Linked DNA regions of Mus musculus: regions 1, 3 and 4 are each linked to region 2. A link is a contact called in public Hi-C and promoter capture Hi-C data. All regions are on one chromosome and are shown on one strand. The core of a region is the stretch at or near the end of the contact, and the rest is flanking DNA. Distances in the headings are between cores, read along the strand shown.

Evidence for each region. Promoter capture Hi-C pulls out the DNA fragments that hold promoters and counts their contacts. A called contact is a pair of places that touch in the nucleus more often than the background predicts.
Region 1: a promoter capture Hi-C map of macrophages shows a contact between it and region 2, with 10 read pairs. The contact joins the promoter of Fignl1 here to the enhancer-like site in region 2. A contact is called at or near these places in 18 of 39 promoter capture datasets (the 3T3-L1 cell line, 3T3-L1-derived adipocytes, the C10 cell line and 13 more), 24 of 484 Hi-C or Micro-C datasets (B cells, CD8 T cells, the CH12 cell line and 12 more), 5 of 115 datasets of contacts at active chromatin or transcription factors (the 230-238 cell line, astrocytes, bone marrow-derived macrophages and 2 more) and 5 of 9 other capture datasets (adipose tissue, embryonic stem cells, liver and 2 more).
Region 3: a Hi-C map of bone marrow-derived macrophages shows a contact between it and region 2, with 37 read pairs. The contact joins two enhancer-like sites. A contact is called at or near these places in 10 of 39 promoter capture datasets (the C10 cell line, the HPC-7 cell line, cranial neural crest and 7 more), 2 of 15 datasets of contacts at CTCF or cohesin (CD8 T cells and large pre-B cells), 14 of 484 Hi-C or Micro-C datasets (CD8 T cells, Kupffer cells, bone marrow-derived macrophages and 10 more), 15 of 115 datasets of contacts at active chromatin or transcription factors (the 230-238 cell line, CD8 T cells, T-cell acute lymphoblastic leukemia and 11 more) and 1 of 9 other capture datasets (embryonic tail).
Region 4: a contact with region 2 is called in a Hi-C map of bone marrow-derived macrophages, with 40 read pairs. The contact joins two enhancer-like sites. A contact is called at or near these places in 8 of 39 promoter capture datasets (3T3-L1-derived adipocytes, the C10 cell line, the HPC-7 cell line and 5 more), 2 of 15 datasets of contacts at CTCF or cohesin (CD8 T cells and large pre-B cells), 7 of 484 Hi-C or Micro-C datasets (CD8 T cells, bone marrow-derived dendritic cells, bone marrow-derived macrophages and 3 more) and 9 of 115 datasets of contacts at active chromatin or transcription factors (the 230-238 cell line, CD8 T cells, the HPC-7 cell line and 5 more).

What each region holds. Positions count from the first base shown.
Region 1 is chr11:11,807,536-11,811,866 of GRCm38.p6, reverse strand. Fignl1 (fidgetin-like 1) reads left to right here and starts at 2,905. Exons shown (of 3, transcript NM_021891.3): 1 at 2,905-2,972.
Region 2 is chr11:11,551,573-11,556,183 of GRCm38.p6, reverse strand. It overlaps Gm29945 (a long non-coding RNA gene), which reads left to right. Exons shown (of 3, transcript XR_381043.3): 2 at 510-638; 3 at 4,025-4,086. Among named protein-coding and RNA genes, the nearest start is that of Gm11998, 3.5 kb to the left of the region's middle. Within about 2 kb of position 2,518, at least 6 of the 459 cell types and tissues checked have an H3K27ac peak or open chromatin away from gene starts, as enhancers often do. A contact at or near this core is called in bone marrow-derived macrophages, macrophages and pro-B cells, where this site is marked.
Region 3 is chr11:11,760,705-11,765,470 of GRCm38.p6, reverse strand. It overlaps Ikzf1 (IKAROS family zinc finger 1), which reads right to left. Exons shown (of 8, transcript NM_001025597.2): 7 at 4,118-4,252. Among named protein-coding and RNA genes, the nearest start is that of Fignl1, 46 kb to the left of the region's middle. Within about 2 kb of position 2,195, at least 62 of the 459 cell types and tissues checked have an H3K27ac peak or open chromatin away from gene starts, as enhancers often do. A contact at or near this core is called in bone marrow-derived macrophages and pro-B cells, where this site is marked.
Region 4 is chr11:11,712,799-11,717,550 of GRCm38.p6, reverse strand. The region is part of intron 3 of Ikzf1 (IKAROS family zinc finger 1); the gene reads right to left. Among named protein-coding and RNA genes, the nearest start is that of Ikzf1, 29 kb to the right of the region's middle. Within about 2 kb of position 1,415, at least 37 of the 459 cell types and tissues checked have an H3K27ac peak or open chromatin away from gene starts, as enhancers often do. A contact at or near this core is called in bone marrow-derived macrophages, where this site is marked.

The sequences.
Region 1 (4,331 bases), core at 1,656-4,155, 260 kb before region 2:
TAACATTGATTGAATCCAATCAATGGCATAAACTCAAAAATGGTATTACTGGTATTCTACTCAGAAAGTTCACATTTGAGGAAACATGGTACTTACCCAATAGCATTTTGGCCTAATGATTGCTGTATTAATTTTTTTAAATGAATAATATAAATTCCCAAATATTAATAGTGTTTACTTCTTTGGTATCAAAATCTGTTTCTTGAGCACTTCTCTCTGTGTGCCATAACCTACCCTTGTAAAAAGTAATGGGAAAAACAATACAAAATTACTAGCAAAGTAAGTTGCTTGCATAAACTGGTAATATTTGAAAAGGTCTTTTTAAAGAAACTTGTGTTGTTCCCCAAAGCAGACATGCAATAAACAGTCACAAGAAGAATTATGGCATGACCCCATAGCCTGTTCAAACTAGAAGCAGAAGAGTCCACACATGGACCAGTTTTTCCTAAACACAGCAAATTCACAGCAGCCAGAGGCCAAACTACCTCAGCTTGACTAAGTCTGCTCTAACCTCACAAGAGAAATGAGCTGAAGTGAGCTGAATCAACCTGTCAGCTCCTTTCCGACAGGCTCGGCTCCCTGCGTTACGAAGCTCACCCTTCTGTTCCTGCCCAGTACCGGCTCTTGTTCTGTTTTGTAGAGTGAAGGTTGCCCCGTTCGGGAATATAAAGGCTAACGAGAACTTTGTCAGACTTGTTAAAATTCTGCCTCTGGTCGTAGGGGAGAGCACCGTCTAATGAAAACTTTTCATTAGGACTGTATGTTCCATTCATGTTAGACTGTATATCCGAGGAATGGCTGGCTACATCTCCAATCTTCACGGGTCCTCTTTCACCAAGGCATGTTTGAAGTGGATTTCAGGATCCAACTGTACTCGGGGAATCTCAGAAAAAGAGACAGATTTAATTTTGTCCCATCTTCTTTCCTATCTCTACAACAGCCCACTTCTCACATTGCTTACAAACATAGTTTTTTTTTTTCTTCCCTGAGACAGGGTTTCCCTGGCTGTCCTGGAACTCACTTTGTAGACCTCTGGCCTCGAACTCAGAAATCTGCCTGCCTCTGCCTCCCGAGTGCTGGGATTAAAGGCGTGTGCCACCATGCCCGGCCAAACACAGTTTTATAAACACTTATTATTGTGTGTTTGTGGGGAAAGGACATGTGCCTAGAAGTCAAAGGACAACTGTGTGGAGTTGTTTTGAATCCTTCCACTTTTTCGTGGGTTCTGGAAGCCACACTAAGGCCACCAAGGTTGCACAGGAAATAAATACCTTTACCTGAGACATCTTGCTAGCTTACAAACACAATTTTTCTGGCAGAGGATGCATATTATTTGGGATCATTTTATTTTCTCTGATCAAAACAAATTAGCCAGCTGAACTGTAACAAGCATTGTCTGAGATTATGGTTATAAACTCATAAATACATAAACAAGAAGAAGCTCTCCCACCAAGGACCAGTTCTGTCTGCTTAGGTGGCAATTTCTTTCTTGCAGGTCCAATAACTTCTGACCATGAAAATAGAGTCTATCAAAAGCAGTTTGTGTTCTCGGTCAGCAAGTTTACTACTTGCATAGCTTAAGCCTTAAACTCTTCCACAGTAGACACTGGGTTGTGAGCCTAACAAAGCCAATTTAAAAAAGACGGACGCCAGAGAATAATGTTGCTTTTTGCAGGATTCCTGGTCTTATAAAAAAATAATTAAAACAAAACAAAACCCAGACTCAGTAGGAAACCGAAAGGCAATTTTGAATTTAGGGGAAAAATAAGACAAGCTAGACATGTTGGCAGCCTCTGGAGGAGGCAGACGGATAAGGGGAAAAGAGACCATGCTTTTGGAGTTAAAGGTCAGAAAGGCAGGCAGGCTCAACAATGCAGGCCTGGGAATGGCTGCATGGGTAAGGAAGGTCTTCAGCCTGATTAAAAATGCCCAGAGCCGTAGAGCAAGCAGGGTTAGGAGTGTTGGTCAGTATTTGAAGGAGATAGGATGAATAAAAGAAAAGTACAGTTTTCCCAGTGAAAACAGGCAGGCTTAGCGATGAGGGTTGTAGACAAAGAAACCAAAAAAAAAAAAAAAAAAACCACCCAACAACCCAGCACAGCCCCCCTCCTCTCCCCTCTCTGACAATCAGCTCCCGACTGCTTGGAGCCTGACCCAATGGCTTGTTATGCCTATACAAACAATTAAGAACCTAACCCTTGGTGACCTCTCCCCAAATTGCAAGCCGTCTTGGTTGGTAATAGAGAGGTGGGGGTGGGGTGAGGTGGGGCCCAAAGCTATGAGGGGAAAGTTCCCTCGGTGACTCCAGGACTGTCCATGTTTTAGCTACCTACGATTAGTTTTTTTAAAAAAAAAAAAAAAAAAAAGCTCTTCAGTTCTTACTGGACCCCTGCCAGCTACTACTTCGGTAATCTCGGTATTCCGTCTAATGCTGGCTGTAGCCTTTGCTAAACCTTCCTGTATTCGAGTCTCACTATTTGATAGCTGCTGCTGAACTGGTTAAGGCCGGAGGGCGCCGGGGCGGGCAGGCTCTGGAGTGGCGGCCCGGAGGCTACACCTCCCCTTCCCCCTCCCGGGCCGCTTTCGCCCTCCCAGGGGACTCGTGCTCTCTACACTCCTGAGCTTTCTTTCCTCTCTCACTGCCTCTGCCTAGGTGCCTTTGCAGCACCTAGCTCGGCAAAAAGAACATATTAAGGCTGCAGTGAACGGGAAGCCAAGGGTTTGCTTAGATTTATCGCCACCGCGCGGGCTAAATCTCCCTCATAGAGCGCGGGCCGGAAACCCAAATTCCCGCGTTAAGGCCTGGGCGGTGACCTCAGGCCTTCCGAGACTCCGCCCTCACGCTGCGTGCAGCGCGCGCTCAGCCGCCCTTACTCTACACGCATGCGCAACGCGGGCCGAGCCGTCACTTCGCGCAGGCGCACTTCGAAAGGCGCGCTTTTCGGTGGCTGCGGTCCCGGCAGGGAGCACAGGTGGGCCCCGGTAGGCTGCTGTTCGCCGCTAAGCCGGCGGGCGGAGGCTGTGGTTGCCATGCCGGGTGTACTTTGGTTTTGTTTTCTTCTGTCCGTTCTTGGCCTCGGGTTGTCGGAGAGGGTGGCCTTGGGAAGCCCGCGGCCAGACGGCGGCTGGGGCTGAGGGACGCCGTTGGGCGTGACGGTTTGGGGTCAGTCAGCCACAGCTACCCCCCGCTAGGACTGCTGGGAATGCTGTAGCTGGTTTGCCACCTAAATGTACTCATTTTGAGTTTCGTGCTTTCGGCAATACTAACACAGGTGAATTTTCTCCGAAAATCAGAAATGCTCCAGCATCTGAACTTGACGCCTAAAATAACATCCTCATCATGAAACTTTTTTTTTTTTTTTAAATTCATTCCTGCTCAGAAAATAGTATCTACAGTTAACCGTCTGGTTATGTAGCTAATGTATATTTTAAGTATACGTGAGTTGTATTTAGAATGGAGTCCCCTACCTGATGTATGTGTCAATACCTAGAAATCAGACACACTCCTGACCCCGAGCAGTTGGACTAAAGATACTTTTCAGTTGTGATAACTGGTTCCAGGCCATACGCAGTCGCTACGGCCTGAGGGGGGAACCTTCCAAAGGGAAGAAATAATAATTCATAATCTATCATATTTCTAAGTTCTGGGGACCCTATAATGCAACAACCTGTCAGCTAAATAATGGTGCACGCTGTTTCTCCCCAGGTGACGACATAGCTTAAGAGATATTCTCAGAGTCACTGCTGAAAGAACAGATTATGTATTCAGAATTCAGGGCCTGGGAAATGGCTTAGTGGGTCAAAGCTGCCGAACCTGAGGACCTGAATCCCTAAGAACTGTCCTGGTAAAAAGAGAAAATTCAGTTCCTGCAAGTTGCTCTCAGACTTCCCCAATTTATTACAATTAATTAAAACTTTTATGTCCAGTGTCTAAAGCTAGGTCTTACAGCTTCAGATCCTGTGTTCTAAATTCCTATGCTACTTTGCCACTAGTAAACTAGAGTTCTGTAAAGTTCAAAAATGATGTCTGGAATATAGTAGGCCCTCCAGTTTTTAATCATTTTAGTGGATACCATGAACTACGTACTAAAGAAAATCTAAATACAATGAGAAGTAGTTCTTGTTTGCAGAAGCTTCCTGTCTAGTTTGAATGACCAAAACATTCTTAATCAGAAAATTAACAAAGTAAAGAAAATTGAAATGTAACTCGGTTGCCCATACTTTATAGATTTCTATCAAGCACAAAGGTTAAAATGACTTAGAAGTGTTAGATAATACGGTCAGTACTTGTGTCATTGAGCAACAGACTGTTTTGGGTTGTATGTAGTTGT
Region 2 (4,611 bases), core at 1,269-3,768:
AAAAAGAATTAAATTAAATTAAATTAAATTAAAAATTTTGCATTTTGAAGGAGGGGGAGAGGAAGCCAGCAGGACCCTTTAGTGCTCAGCTCCAGGTCTCTAACCAGGCATGTAATTTGCAGAGGCCCACATGACAACAAGTGGCGATGTATTTTAGAGAGCAAATCCAATCACCTGGTGAAGCTGTTTCTCTGCCGCTGTGACTTCGTAAGAGTGAGATGAGCAGCAACTGCCATTTTCTGCCCAGCATCTCCTCATTGGCACGATTATTTTAGAAAACAATAGTGTCTCCTTGTTCTTTGATCTTCACAACAGCAAATGGAACTCTAGAGTTCAGGAATGAAGTTCCTCTCCAAGCCAAGGCTCTGTCAGCAGCCTGGTCAGACTGTCTGGAAGGGCAGCCGACAGGAAGTCCGTTAGGCTTCTTCTGGGCTTGGATGTGTCCTCGCCAGGAAACTGTCCTCTTCTGGCTGCAGCTTTCAACTTGCGATTCTCCTTTTTCTCCCCAGCCGACCACAGGCAGGTGGAAATGGAAGATGCCAGAGAAGCCCAGCAAAGCTGAATGCGGCTGCACCTTGCAAAGACCTTTTGTTCTGTATATCGACAGTACAAAGTATGGTTAGAGATGGAATGCTGAGGTGGGTAAGAGAGTCTATCTCAGGTTGGCATATGGCTTAGTGAGTAAAGGCATGTGGCACCAACCCTGACAACCTGAGTCTGACCCCTCAGACCTATACAGTAGAAGAATAAAGCAACCCCCTCTGGCTTCCCTGGGTGGGAATGCTCGAGTGTACACACACACATACACACACACACACACACACACACACACACACACCAATAATTAAAAAATATTTAAAAACAGAGTCTGTTTGCAGGAATATTTCCATAGGAAAAGCTGAGTCTTTTGGTACAAAGGGCTATACCACCAAAGCTCTAGGCTGAAGATCAGAAAGAGAGACAAAGAAAGGTAAGTATCCTCTGAGATAAAATCTTGTCCTGATACCTTGCTTTTTCTATCCACAACTCAGTGGTTGGTTCTGCAGGTCACACAGGAGATCCATTCATCTGTCTGTCCATTTATCTGTCCATCAATCCATCCACCTGTCTGTCCATCCATCTATCCTTCCTTCCTTCCTTCCTTCCTTCCTTCCTTCCTTCCTTCCTTCTTCCCTCCCTCCCTCCCTCCCTCCCTCCCTCCCTCCCTTCCTTCCTTCCTTCCTTCCTTCCTTCCTTCCTTCCTTCCATCCTTCTTCTTCTCCCTCCTTCTCCCCCCACTCTGTCTTTCCCTCTCTCCAGCCTTCCTCTCCCATTCCCTTCATTTCTTCAACAGAGAGCCATCATGAGGTCTTTACTCAATGAGTGGATAGAACGCCCACAGTTTTGGTCCTGCAAGATGGCTTCTAGTATGGGACACTCCGTATGGTCCTTCCTCTGTGGAACACTTTGGGTTCTTCAGAGTTTTGCTTCTCTTTGGTTTATGTCCAAGGAGAGGAATACCCATGCATCGGTCATGTCTGCGTGGCCTGGGAACACTTTCCTGTTCTTCTGTTTCCAGTCTCATGTTGTGTACTTTGCTTCCTTTTGCTCAACACATAACCTTTCACCATCAAAAAGATGAGGATAATGACTTAGAGTAAGGCTGAAAAAGACAAGGAAATAGATGTTTATTCGATCTACATTTTCAGGTGAGGCTTACAGTGTGACTAGAGTCACAGTGTGTGGCTCAAGATTCACAGGGACACTTGGGTTTCTCCCAAGGTCTAGTTTCCCATAGAAAGCTTGCAGGAGTGACCTCATGGCCAAGGGTTGGCTTTACAATCCAGAAATGGCATGTTCCAGTGTGTCAGTGCTGAGTTGTCCTATCTTCCACTTTCATTTTTAAGACAATGAGCAGATGAGTAAGGCCCTGACAACAGTGAATTGCTATCATGGGGAAGCAGGGTAAAAATTTCCAGATCACATACATTCAGAGAGGTTAACTAACCATTGGGAAGCCACTTACATAATAACATCTTAAAACTAAGGTTCAAAATCAGTCCCTCCATTTCCTTCTAAATGGCTACTTTGGTAGCATCATGGAGAAGTACTATACAGAGGTGTTTTCTGGTATGATCGTGCAAAATTTCAAATTGTAGGCATGGATTTCTTCTTCATCAACATGTACATCTCCTGGTAATGTGACTATGGCTCATCCATCAGGCAGTGTGCTCTCTTTCCCATCCCTGGACTCTGCAATGTTCTGTAATTCCTTTGGTGCCAACACACAATGAACAGGGAAATTGTGCAAGTCACAGAGACCAAACTTGAATGGCTCTTGCTGGCGTTTGCTCTTGACCTCTTGAAACTTTCCTGAGACCACTGAGGAAGAATGTGTGGTCAGTCGTCTGGTAAAGGAAGGTCATATGGGGAAGAATCAAGGCAGACATCAAATGCCTGCCATGTGACTGCCCAGCTCTGCTGACCCCACAGCTTAATGGGCTGTGGGATGAGCTGAGGCCTTGCAGAGGATAGAACACTTCCCCAAGCCATTTCCCAGTCCCGGGAAGAGGAGCTTGCAGCTGTGCTAATGCAGTGGATTTAGGGGAGTTCACTGACTCATTCATTTCATGTGCTCTGAACACCCCAAATGTACCATCTCACTCAACAGTCACAAAGACTCTCCAATGTTCTCATTAGGTTTCTATTTTATAGAAATGGAAACTGAGTCTCAGAAAAATTATACCAAGCCCAGAAAGGATAGGCCTGAGTTTGTATTCATTTCAATGTGGCTGTATGGGCCAATATTCTTCTATCCTACTGCTCTATAAAAAGTCTGAGTATTGAAATGATGTGAGCATATTATAGAACAGGCTGCAGAGTGGTTGGCCCCTAAACTGCACGATTTTGTTGTTTTTAATGAATAAAGTTTGGTTTATTGAATGATAGAGGGACTTATTAAGTGAAGTGTGAGGTTTAACTTTTTAGGATTTATTTTTATTTTATTTTATTTTATTTTATTTTATTTTATTTTATTTTGTTTTAGTGTGTGCCTGAACATATGTATGTGCATCATGTTTATGCCTGGTGTCTGTGAAAGACAGAAAAGGCATTCAGATCTCCAGGGACTAAAGCAAGTTGTGATCTGCCATGTGTGTGCTTTAACAGTAGATATCTTAACCACGAGTCATCTCTCTAGATTCAAGTACTGGAGTTTGATCAGTCTAAAACAAGACACTTATACCACCTGCTAAATGCTCAGACACCCTCATGAAAGAAGGAACAGAAAGAATGTAAATCCAGAAGTAGAGAGAAAGCCTGAGAAATGCTTCTACACGTGATGTAGCTACTGCAATCACAAATTCACAGCAACTGCCTTTACCTGCACTGGTACTGCAAAAGACTGGGCCCGCTGACAGTTAGTCAAGGATGTGGAAGGGCCCATGGACCCCTACTTTTCTTTGATGAACTCTTGGTTGTTGGTAGATGCCGAGTGAGAGGAAGCCATTGTCTTTGGTTGTGCAGCCATTGACGAGTCCACCCAATTTTAATAGATAATTCCACCACTTAGTTACACAGACAGCCCTGATTGAACTCAATGGGGGGGTCACAAAACAAGACAAACAAAAACCAACCAAACAAAAAGGACAGAAAGGTAGAAAAACCTCTTGTAGGAAGGAAGGGAGTTGATGGAGATGAGAGGGAGAAAAGAGAGGACAGAGGAGGAACATAGACTACATTATGTCCATATGTGAAATTGTCAAAGCATCCTTGACTGTCAGCAGGCCCAGGCTTATGCGTACCAGTGAAGGCAAAGGCAGTTGCTGTGAACTTGTGATTGAAGTAACAAAAGTAAAAGAAAAGGACATGCCCATGGAGAGAATGTGCAGAGAGAGAGAGAGAGAGAGAGAGAGAGAGAGAGAGAGAGAGAGAGAGAGGGAGAGAGGGAGGGGGAGGGGCAGAGGGAGAGGGGGAGGGGGAGGGGGAGAGAGGGAGAGGGAGGGAGAGAGAGGATTTCGTTGTAGCACACTTTTAATTCTTCTAGGCACATGGATAGAACTGTCAGGACAAAGAGGCTGGAGTCAAGAGAAGACATAGTGAGCTGGTAAGATGGCTGCAGTCAGTGGTTCTTGGCCTTCTTAACGCTGTGACCCTTTAATACAGCTCCTAATGTTGTGGTGACTCTCCAACTGTAAAATTATTTTTATTGCTACTCCATAACTGTAATTTTGCAATTTTTATGAACCATAATGTAAATATCTGTGGTTTCCAATATTCTTAGGTGGCCCCAGTGAAAGGGTCATTTGACAGCACCGCCCCCCAGGTTAAGAAACACTGGCCTTGTTCATAAAAGGACTTATTATGTAAAACTAGTATATGAGTTTGATCCCTGGAACCCATGGTGGAAAGAAAGACCTAACTCCCAAAAGTTGTTCTCTGACCTCTATATTTGGACTGTGACACATGCAGCCCTCACAAACCAACAAGAAACAAACAAACAATATTTTTTAAAAAAGAGGATGCTAGGCTTCTTAAGATACCCAAGGCAGAGGGTGTCTTGGACTTGTATGTGTTTTGCTAAGCGGAAGCCAGGCTGACTGAGATTGGGGTTTATAATTCCTGGGTGCTCTT
Region 3 (4,766 bases), core at 946-3,445, 210 kb before region 2:
CAGAAGCCGTATGTACTTGGCCTCACCTGAACTCCCCCAACACCATCCTTGGCATTCTTTCAGGATTTAAAAAACTTATAGTTCTCATAGGAAAAGTCTCAGGTACAATGGGAAGAATGTTGAAATGTCAGTCAAGCCTCATTAGACCAAGTAGAATGAGCAGGATGAAAAGAAATGCCATGGTTACAGGGAAAATATTTTTTTGGCAAGAAGGGAAGTAAGACAAACCAGAAAGTCCATCCTAGGGGAAAAAGAAACTTAATTCCAGGAAGAGGAGCAATGAAGCATAATTACTTCATGACATGGGGTAAAATTTTTTTTTCAAGTTTTAGCTATTTTAGTTTTTAGAATATGCAAGCAGTCAGATTTTGAAGCTATTCAAAGACAATACTAAAAAAAAAAAAAAAAAAAAAAAAAAAAAAAAAAAAAACAACCCAGAATAAAGGGAGATTTTAGATCTCAGGAATTAAAACCAAATCCAATTCAATACATACTCAATACATGAGTTAAAAATAGCAAACACTAGAATAAACATTGCTAGGAACTCAATTAAATCAGGAAAAATATAAAATAACAGTAAGTAAACTTAAAAAAATAAAGAAATTAAAATAGCAAAATGCTAACAGACATGGGAGACAATTTATCCAGTCTATGGAAAACCAGCACTCTTGAATAGAAGTCATGTTAGATAGAACAATTGGTACTTATGTAAAGGAATGTTTCCAAAAGACAAGGAGGAAGAAAGGAGCCTCTCACTCTTAAAGGCTACATTTCATGTAGACTGTAAAACACCAAAGAGCTTCTTACTGATGATGGTTGACTTAGGCCCAAGGAAAGAACACTACATATTTTGGGAGAAAAGTAATATCAAAGAAAAGAAAGTCAGGTTGTACTTGGCACCCACATAATTCAACAAAGAAAAATCTGCCAATGTCAGAGAAGGAAGAGTGGCCAGAGGCTACGTACTCCTGGGGTTACTGTAGAGAGGTGACAGGTGACATCCTCAAACTCAAAGCAGAGATGGAGATGGAATGTCTACAAGGGTGCTTGAATGTAAAGTGTATTCAATGAAGGGATTGATCAAAATAAACGAAAATGAGCCTAAGAGACCAGGGTCTGATTCTGTAACCTGTTAAAATATATAGTGATGAATATCTAAATTATATAAGAATAATGATTTCTGCATAGAATATGAATAGAAATGTACAATGTAAAAATAAAAGCAATAAAAATGATTGTTTTTAAAGTAATTTTTAGAATAATTTTTTTTCCCTGATAGTCATCCTTTTAAAAAAGTCAAGTCCTGTTGGGAATGACTGTGCATTGAGGAGCCTTTATCTCCTAGGACATGTTGAATATGCTGTGGCCACTGTGAACTGATTTTCAATCAATACACGGGAAGAGGGGAAGCCAGGCAACACCTCCAGCCCAGGGAAGAGCAGCTGCAATCTTTCTGAGGTGGCGCATTCAGGAACTTAAAGGCCTTTCCTCCACATCTCTATTTGTAGTCCACCTATTATTAATCCTGTCCACTGAAATATATATGGCAGGAAGATATTTACAATGATGTTCTTCTAATTTAATACTGGTAATTTCTGGATGTTGCATTTGGTTTTCTGAAAAAACATGAAATAGTTCTATCAAAACTCTTACTATCTATTTATCTATCATCTCAAGTACACAAAACGATATCATCCTAAATGTGGGGAGCAGCCTTTGAGGTCCAATTCTCTTCATTTTAGGGAGAAAACTGTGACACAGTAGGAAGGGTGGACAGGAATGTCGTCATGTAGCACTGAGAGGAAGGCAGACACGAGAGCAGGAAGAGGCACTGGTTAGTGTGTGAACTGCCAACCACCTCTGGGGGACACCAACAGAGCACAGCTGCTGGGAGCCCTTCCTTGCACACTTCACTTCTGCTATCCTGGTCCTCCTGTTCCCACAAGGCCACTTCCTCTTGTGTTTAACCTCTCCCCTGGAGATCGCTTTCCCCTCTCAGCATTGCTTCACTAGTTTTGTAGATCCCTTTCACATAGAGCGTGTGAATCAAGACAATGCCCATTCACCCAGGAGAGCCATGACAAAGTTTCAGATGCTCTGTTTGGCTGGAAGTCTCCTGAAGCTTCAGGGCACTGCCGATGCTCATTACTAAGGCATGTGGCACTCTTCAGGTTCCTAATTGGAAAGAGGAAGTCACACCCTGCCTCCTGAGGTCAGTTACTCTTCACAACCCTTGAACACATTTGCTGCTTCATCTCTGCCAGTCTCCCAGATAGTTCATCATGGTCCCTGTCTTCTGTGCACTCCTCAGGGAGAAGATAGGGCCCTGCACCTCATACTTTCTAAAGCCCCAGCCATCCAAGAGCTGGCTCCTTGACCAAGATTGCCTCTTTCTTTGATCAGGATATGAAGTCTCCTTCATTCTTTTGGTTCAAAAGCTCATACACAGAGAGACAAGTCTATGAACAATATTTCTAATAAGTGGTTTCTGTTTTGTTTTCTAGTGGTCTTTCTTCCCCTCCTTCTTATCAACTCCTAGAACCTGACCTCTGTCTTTCTGCCTCAGTGTAGGTGCTCTGTAAAGGTGTGTGTGTGTCACCAACGTTTTTTTTTTTTTTTTTAAAGATTTATTTATTTATTATATGTAAGTACACTGTAGCTGTCTTCAGACGCACCAGAAGAGGGCATCAGATCTCATTACGGGTGGTTGTGAGCCACCATGTGGTTGCTGGGATTTGAACTCCAGACCTTCGGAAGAGCAGTCGGGTGCTCTTACCCACTGAGCCATCTCACCAGCCCCCGTCACCAACGTTTTATTTGCACATCCTTTGTAGCACAGCTTCCATGGGGTAGCCTTACCAGGGTAGCATTCTTAAAAGCAATTACATCAAACCCTGAACTCTTATTTTCCAGACGTGGCTTTGTCTTTTCTGCAAATGGCACACTAAGCAAGGGAAGTCACAGTTTCCTTCACCAGCCCTACCGTGACCTCCATTCCTTCTACACCAAAGCATTCTTTCAATTACTCCCCATTCTCCTGCCATCTCCCATGTCCAGATAATTTTGACCCATGTCATCTTTATGTGCTCAGCTTCTGCTCCCATTGGGAGCATACCCCTGCTTTCTCTGTGATTCCAAATGAGATGATGCTGCCCAGTTTGGCCCTCAATGACCAGTACTGTTATAGTCAGAGCATCATGGGACAGCTTTACTCACTGCTTTCCAGTGAGTACTTGCGCAAAGCTGGGAAATACCCACTAGTCCTGCTCTAGATCCCAACACCAGCAAAGTAATTTTCCTTGTCTGCCTAGACTCCATGACCCCTTCACTGTATGGCATGCTGCTGAGGTCCTGCCCCTTTCTCAAAGTCCACCTCAGCTTCTCAAACACCTTATTTTTTCTTTCTTGGACATAAGGTTTCTTTTCTTGACAATGATAGTAGCTGATCTTCCTACTGAGGGCTTCTAAAATTTTTTTATATCTGTGGGGGCATTTTATGCTTCCGGTTGCCTTATGAGACACATAAAGAATGGAACCCAGGCTTGGGAAGGTTGGGTCATTTCCCCCATGTTGCCCCCATAGAGTTTACGAGCATCTCTGTTCTGACCTAAAGCTTGCCTTTGAGGCTAGTGATGCCATTCAGGCATCTGTCTCAGCTACTTCCTTGTCCTTACAGTGGTCCGCCTTAGCTGGCAGGCAACAGTGCCTCATGAACAACTCATTCCCTCTGCATTATTCCGCATAGGTAAGGATTCAGTGATCAGAACAGCAAGTCTAGCTGTACCCTTCCGCTGTCTTCTGAGGGGGCTCATTTCTGTTTGGTTCTTATTAGCCCTCACTGTCCTTGGAGGGGAGAAAGAGTTGATGTAACCATGTCAGAGCAGCCACAGAAACATCATACCAAAGGCTCCAAATGCTATGACACCCTATCTAATTCCTGGTAAAAGGTCTATCAGTTTGAATAATATTATTAGAAAAAATTTACAGTATTTAAGAAATAATAAGCTTTTTTTTCCAAAAGGGAGATTTTTTTTTGTTTTCTTCTACTTTCAAATAATTTTTGTCTAGAACACCCACATAATTCTAGGTTAAGAGACAGCAAACATTTAACTCTTACCAAGAAATTTCTGAGGCATAGAGCTCTTACGTTTGGCGACATTGCTTGCCAGCCTGTCCAGGACAAGGGACCTCTCTGCTCCTATCTTGCACAGGTCTTCTGCCATCTCGTTGTGGTTAGTTTCTTCCTTAATGACTAAAGTCAAAGACAGTTAGAGAGGCTAGTTTAGAAATGCTTGCACTTCAAGATCTTGCTGTATTCAGTGTTAACTGCACATTTGTCAAGTGCCAATAAGAGCCGATTTCTCATCCTGCAGCCCCTGGCAGAACCAGCTACAGCAATGCCAATGACTAGCCACCTGCTAGGACCCCATCCTCCACCTGTTCAACCCACATTATCCCTAAGACCAAAATAACAAGCTGCTGTCTACCACACAAGGTTGGACCACAGTGAATTAACTGTGTTACTTTGGAGGGTCTTTGTCAAGATTGCCTTAACCAAATTTAACAACAACAATGAGAACCAAATATCATCTGGTCCAGAAATGAACAAAGGGTCTAAAGTCACAACTCTATAGGGAGCAGTCCCCAACCACACAGCACATGTCTAATGACCACACAGCAATCACACAGGGTAGGAAGCCGAGCAGCCATTAAGGTAAACACAGACATACAGGTTAGCTCATTCCATCTGCTTTTCTATACCAACT
Region 4 (4,752 bases), core at 166-2,665, 160 kb before region 2:
TGGAACATAGCTGACAGATTCAACACAAGTCCTCTCTCTTCATGACAAGGGAGAGGGCAGTTGCTGCAGGAGGCCTCATTTGTGATACCAATGGCAGAGAGCCACTGGGAGCCAATTATTGGCCTTTACTGCACAAATAGCTATCCAAAAAATACCCCCCCACACTTCCGTGTCATGATATGAAAATTGTATCAAGCCAGCTCTCAAATCCCAAACCAAATTAAAACAAAACGAAAAAAGCCCTAACTTGTAGCATTGGCCAAGTATCTGTGGTGTCAATACTTCGAACCATGGTGGTCTTCAAGCTGTTCATTAACAGTCTGGCAGCATGAATGGATCTATTGAGGTCAGCTGACTCCCTGCCAACTGAGCATACATTTTGAATTATTTCTAAGTTTCTCATATCAAAATAAATAAATAGATAGATAAATAAATAAATAAATAAATAAATAAATAAATAAAGCCCAACAAAAGGTTTGAGATTCTGAGCAGATCTGTGCTCTGTTGAGCTCCTCTGGTAGAGGTCAGAAGCTGGAACTCAACCACTCAGGGCCTGAGGAGGGACGCTTCTCACTTCCCCTCCCCCAGCAGGCATCTGCACAGGGCTTAGCTGCTTCTGTGCAAACTTGAAGGGTGATGGGTAGAGCCTGGTGTCTCTACTTAAACCTTTCTACTTTTGCATAAAAGGAAGGGAAGCTGTTTTTTTTTTTTTTTTCTGGGTTATATTTATACTTCCCAAATCAGAAAAATGTCCTAACCAGATAGGAGGACAGGTGGCAACTGGCAACCACAGCACAAAACCTGTTTTTTTTTTTTTCCATTTCTTTCTGAAACCCCATGCAGAAGGAAAGTTAACGGAATGTCAGTTGACTGCTCTACATACAGAAGAGCCACTGACTCTTTCAACACACAGAGAACAAAGCAGAAAATAACACTGGGACCAAACCCAGAAACAGAAAGTAGCGTTTGTCTATCTGTTCCAGGGCCTTTTAATCTTGGACTCCTCTTTGTTTCTCTCAGTAAATGAAGGGAGCACAATGCGATTTTTGAATTTCAGTGGTCAGAGTACAGTGAAGATAAGATTAATGCTGGGTTTTATTTACAGAAACAAACCGCTTTGCACAGTTAACCTGTATTTTTGGAGACACAAAGAGAAAAAAAGCCGGAAGAAGGGCTGCACATTTGAGAGTGGGGCTTGGGCATCTTTTTTGGTCCAAATTCTCTATAGTATACTTTTAATTTCTATGTTGGGTTCTGGAACATTACTGACCACAATAAAAGTCTTAGGCAGCTGAAGATGTCCTGTGTGAACTCGAAAGCTCTCGAGTGTGGGAACGCTGAGGGAAGTGTGGCTGACATCTGAGTCAGCTTCTCACCTGGGAGCTGTATGGGGACATGTGGGTATCACAGAGACCTGGGTGGGGTAGCACTACTGGTCAGTGTGGCAGGGACAGCCTCCCACAAAGGCTCTGTATCCCTGCCCTGAACAACAGCTGTGCTACTGTGAATCAGTATCCTAAAACAGTGAGGTGCTGAGCATCAGATCTTGCCATGTTTCCTCTTAGAAAACTCTTGCTTGATAGCTCCTCTCCCTTTCTCATCCCCAATAAGGCAACACCATCATTCCATCCATACTGCTGGGACACTGCTCTACCCTAGGGGAAAACGTGCTGAGGACCCCTCAGGGAGAGAATCCAGGCCAATTCTATCTGTGGGATGAGGTGTGAAGATGGAGAAAAAAGCTAAAGGGTCCAGGAAGCTCTGTTTTGGGCCAATCTTTCTGAAGAGAGACCCAAAGAGAGGGAGAACCACCCTGCTTGCTTCCCAGGTTTCTTCTTAGCTTAGTCTATTTTTCTCCAGTCCTTCCTATTTCCCGTAATTTTAGTTTTTGACAGGGTTTCTCTGTGTAGCCCCGGCTGTCCTGGAAATCCCTCTGTAGGCCAGGCTGGCCTCCAACTGAGAGATCCTCCAGCTTCTGCAGTTAAAGGCATGTGTCACCACGCCTGGCCTCCTTCCTACTTCTTAACTATTCTCATCCTAAAGTATCAGCCTGGAAATCTCCCCTTCAGCCAGCAACTCTCAGCTCATGTTCCCATGCCATCTGACTTGTCCATCCTCCCTCATGGCTACCCTCCCATTCCCTGATCATCAGTCTGGTTTCCGTGGCAGTCTGGTTTCTGCCTGCAACTCGTTGAGCTACTTTTGGGAAATGCACAACTGGCCCAAATTCTCCTCACTAAGGGCACTCACTAAGTTCTCTTTGACCTTTCTCACTTTTGTCCCATGTGTTTTCTGTGGCTTCCATCCTATAATTCTTCTGAGAAATTTCATCTGAACTGCAGGACTGTCTCCTCCCCTCTACCCCTCTTCTCTACAGTTAAAGGCTAGTGTTCCTCCAAGGGTTCCCTCTCTTGTCTCACCTAGCTGACTCTATGCATAGATGGAACATCTGCCTCTTCCATCCCTACATTCCAGCCAATTCCCTGGATCAGAATTATCATGATTCTATGCTAATCAGCGCTGGATTACTATCATTGTTGCCACAATCACTGTAGTTGGTCACTATACCCATGGACCTATACCAAGACAGTAGACAAACCCCATCTCTCCCTGACTTCTCCTTACTCACACTGCTTGGCACAGGTTCAAATACCCTTCTCTGAGACCAAGACTCCTAACAGTTGCTATCGTGAGAACAAACTCTACTATGTAAAGCAGCTGGAGCTATCACCTGGCCCCTTGCCTGCACCACTGCTCACACCCCAGATCAAGATGCTGGGGTCCTCTTGTGCCTCTACTCTTTTGCTTTTAAGCATTCTTCCCTCTTTGCTCAACTCATTCTACAGTTAAAATAGGCCTGGCTCCCTCTCATACTCCTGAGCATACCAGCTACTCCATGAATCTGAACCCCTCGTGAACCCCAATCCTCAGCCCAGTTAGGACACACTATTTATTCTTTGAATATATTCTCTACAAAAACCTCATATTCTTGTGAGTTTATCGTTGTGTCGTTGTAACACAGGCACTACAGCTTTCTTTAGTTGTCAAGGTTTCCAAGGCAGTGGGAGTCCATCTTATCCACTAAAGGTTTCTGGGATGAGTTTCTATCTCTGAGGTCCAGACATCCTAAACAAAGCTGGGAGCTGACCAAACAACATGTACACAAATACTAAAATGAATTCAGCACGGGTTGGGGCAGGGTTGTGCTTTGCATGTAAGTGGTTCTGTTTTGGGTCAGATACTAAAGAAATTTCAGGATTTCATGGTCAGCAGTCTACAAATACAAGGCACTAAGTGGGTTGTAGAGTGACCTTTATGTACAGGAAGAGGCTAGCCCAAAGTGGAAAGCCATGTTCTTCCCAACCATACATTAGCTTATTTGTCTCCATTCTCTCTCTGCCAGGGCCTGGCAGAGCTGGCTTAGGCCTCTTATGCCCAGGAGTTCTAGTTGATGGTTCAGACAGGAAGGTAGTGAAGTTCTTTCAGAGACCTGGAGTTGTCCTCTCTGGGACCCAGGGTGTGATTTCATGTCAGGCTTAGTGTCCAGGCTTCTGCCCCATGTCACTTGCAAATGGAATCTCAGGCAAAGGGCTGCCCAACTGAGATGATATGTAATTTTTGTCATTGGCACAACACGAGTTATTGACATTAATATTATGCCATTAACAACATCATGGATATTGGCTGGGGTGAACTCCATGTCAGAGTATAATGTGCATGTATTGCTTAGGTAAGGCGAACCCCTCATCTCCTAGGTGCAGAGATGGCAGTCACCGCAGCACTGATGATCTTAGGACACACCAGAACCAGGGCTTCTAACTATTTCTAAAGCATCTAGTTGAAAGCCAGAATCTCCAAGAAAATAGCCATGGCATACTGTCAAGATCCACACATTTGAGCTAGTAAGATAGCTTAGTCGGTAAAGGTGCTTTCTGCAAAGCTTAATGGCCAGACTTCAGTCCATGGAACCCACTGGTGGACAAAGAGAACTGACTTTTGTGAGTTGTATTTTAATGTCTATACATGCTCCCACGGCATGCAGCGTGTACTTTCATATACCCTAACATAATTTCTGTAAGTGTAGAAAAAGCAACAACCACACGTTTATCTCATAACACATAACACATATACATATCACCACACATGTCACAGTGTGTACAACATAGTACTACACAAATTGTTCAACTACACACATGAATACCACATACATACACAGCACATACAAGCTCCCTGCACACCATACACATATAACACATACCAAACATATATACACCACATATATACTCCATACATAAGCACTACACACAAGACACAGACATATATAATATTACATATATATTACACAAATCACACATACCACATACAAGCCACACACATACATGCCACATATATACATACCACACACATGGTACAAACATACATATAACACAAGTCACACATACCAAATATATACCAGACACACTACTCAAACACTGCTACACATCATACAAACACTCATACTCATCACAGATACACACTATAAACTTGCCATACCCATATACTCTGTGATACATAAAATATCATAGATATACCACACACATACTATGACAAATACACATCCCATACAGATATACATATATACTACACATAGCACATACCATATACCATACGTATATATTACATGTACAAACACATCATAAATACACAGCACAACATATGCATATACATTGTTTACATACCTCACACATTCATACCCTAATACACTACACATAT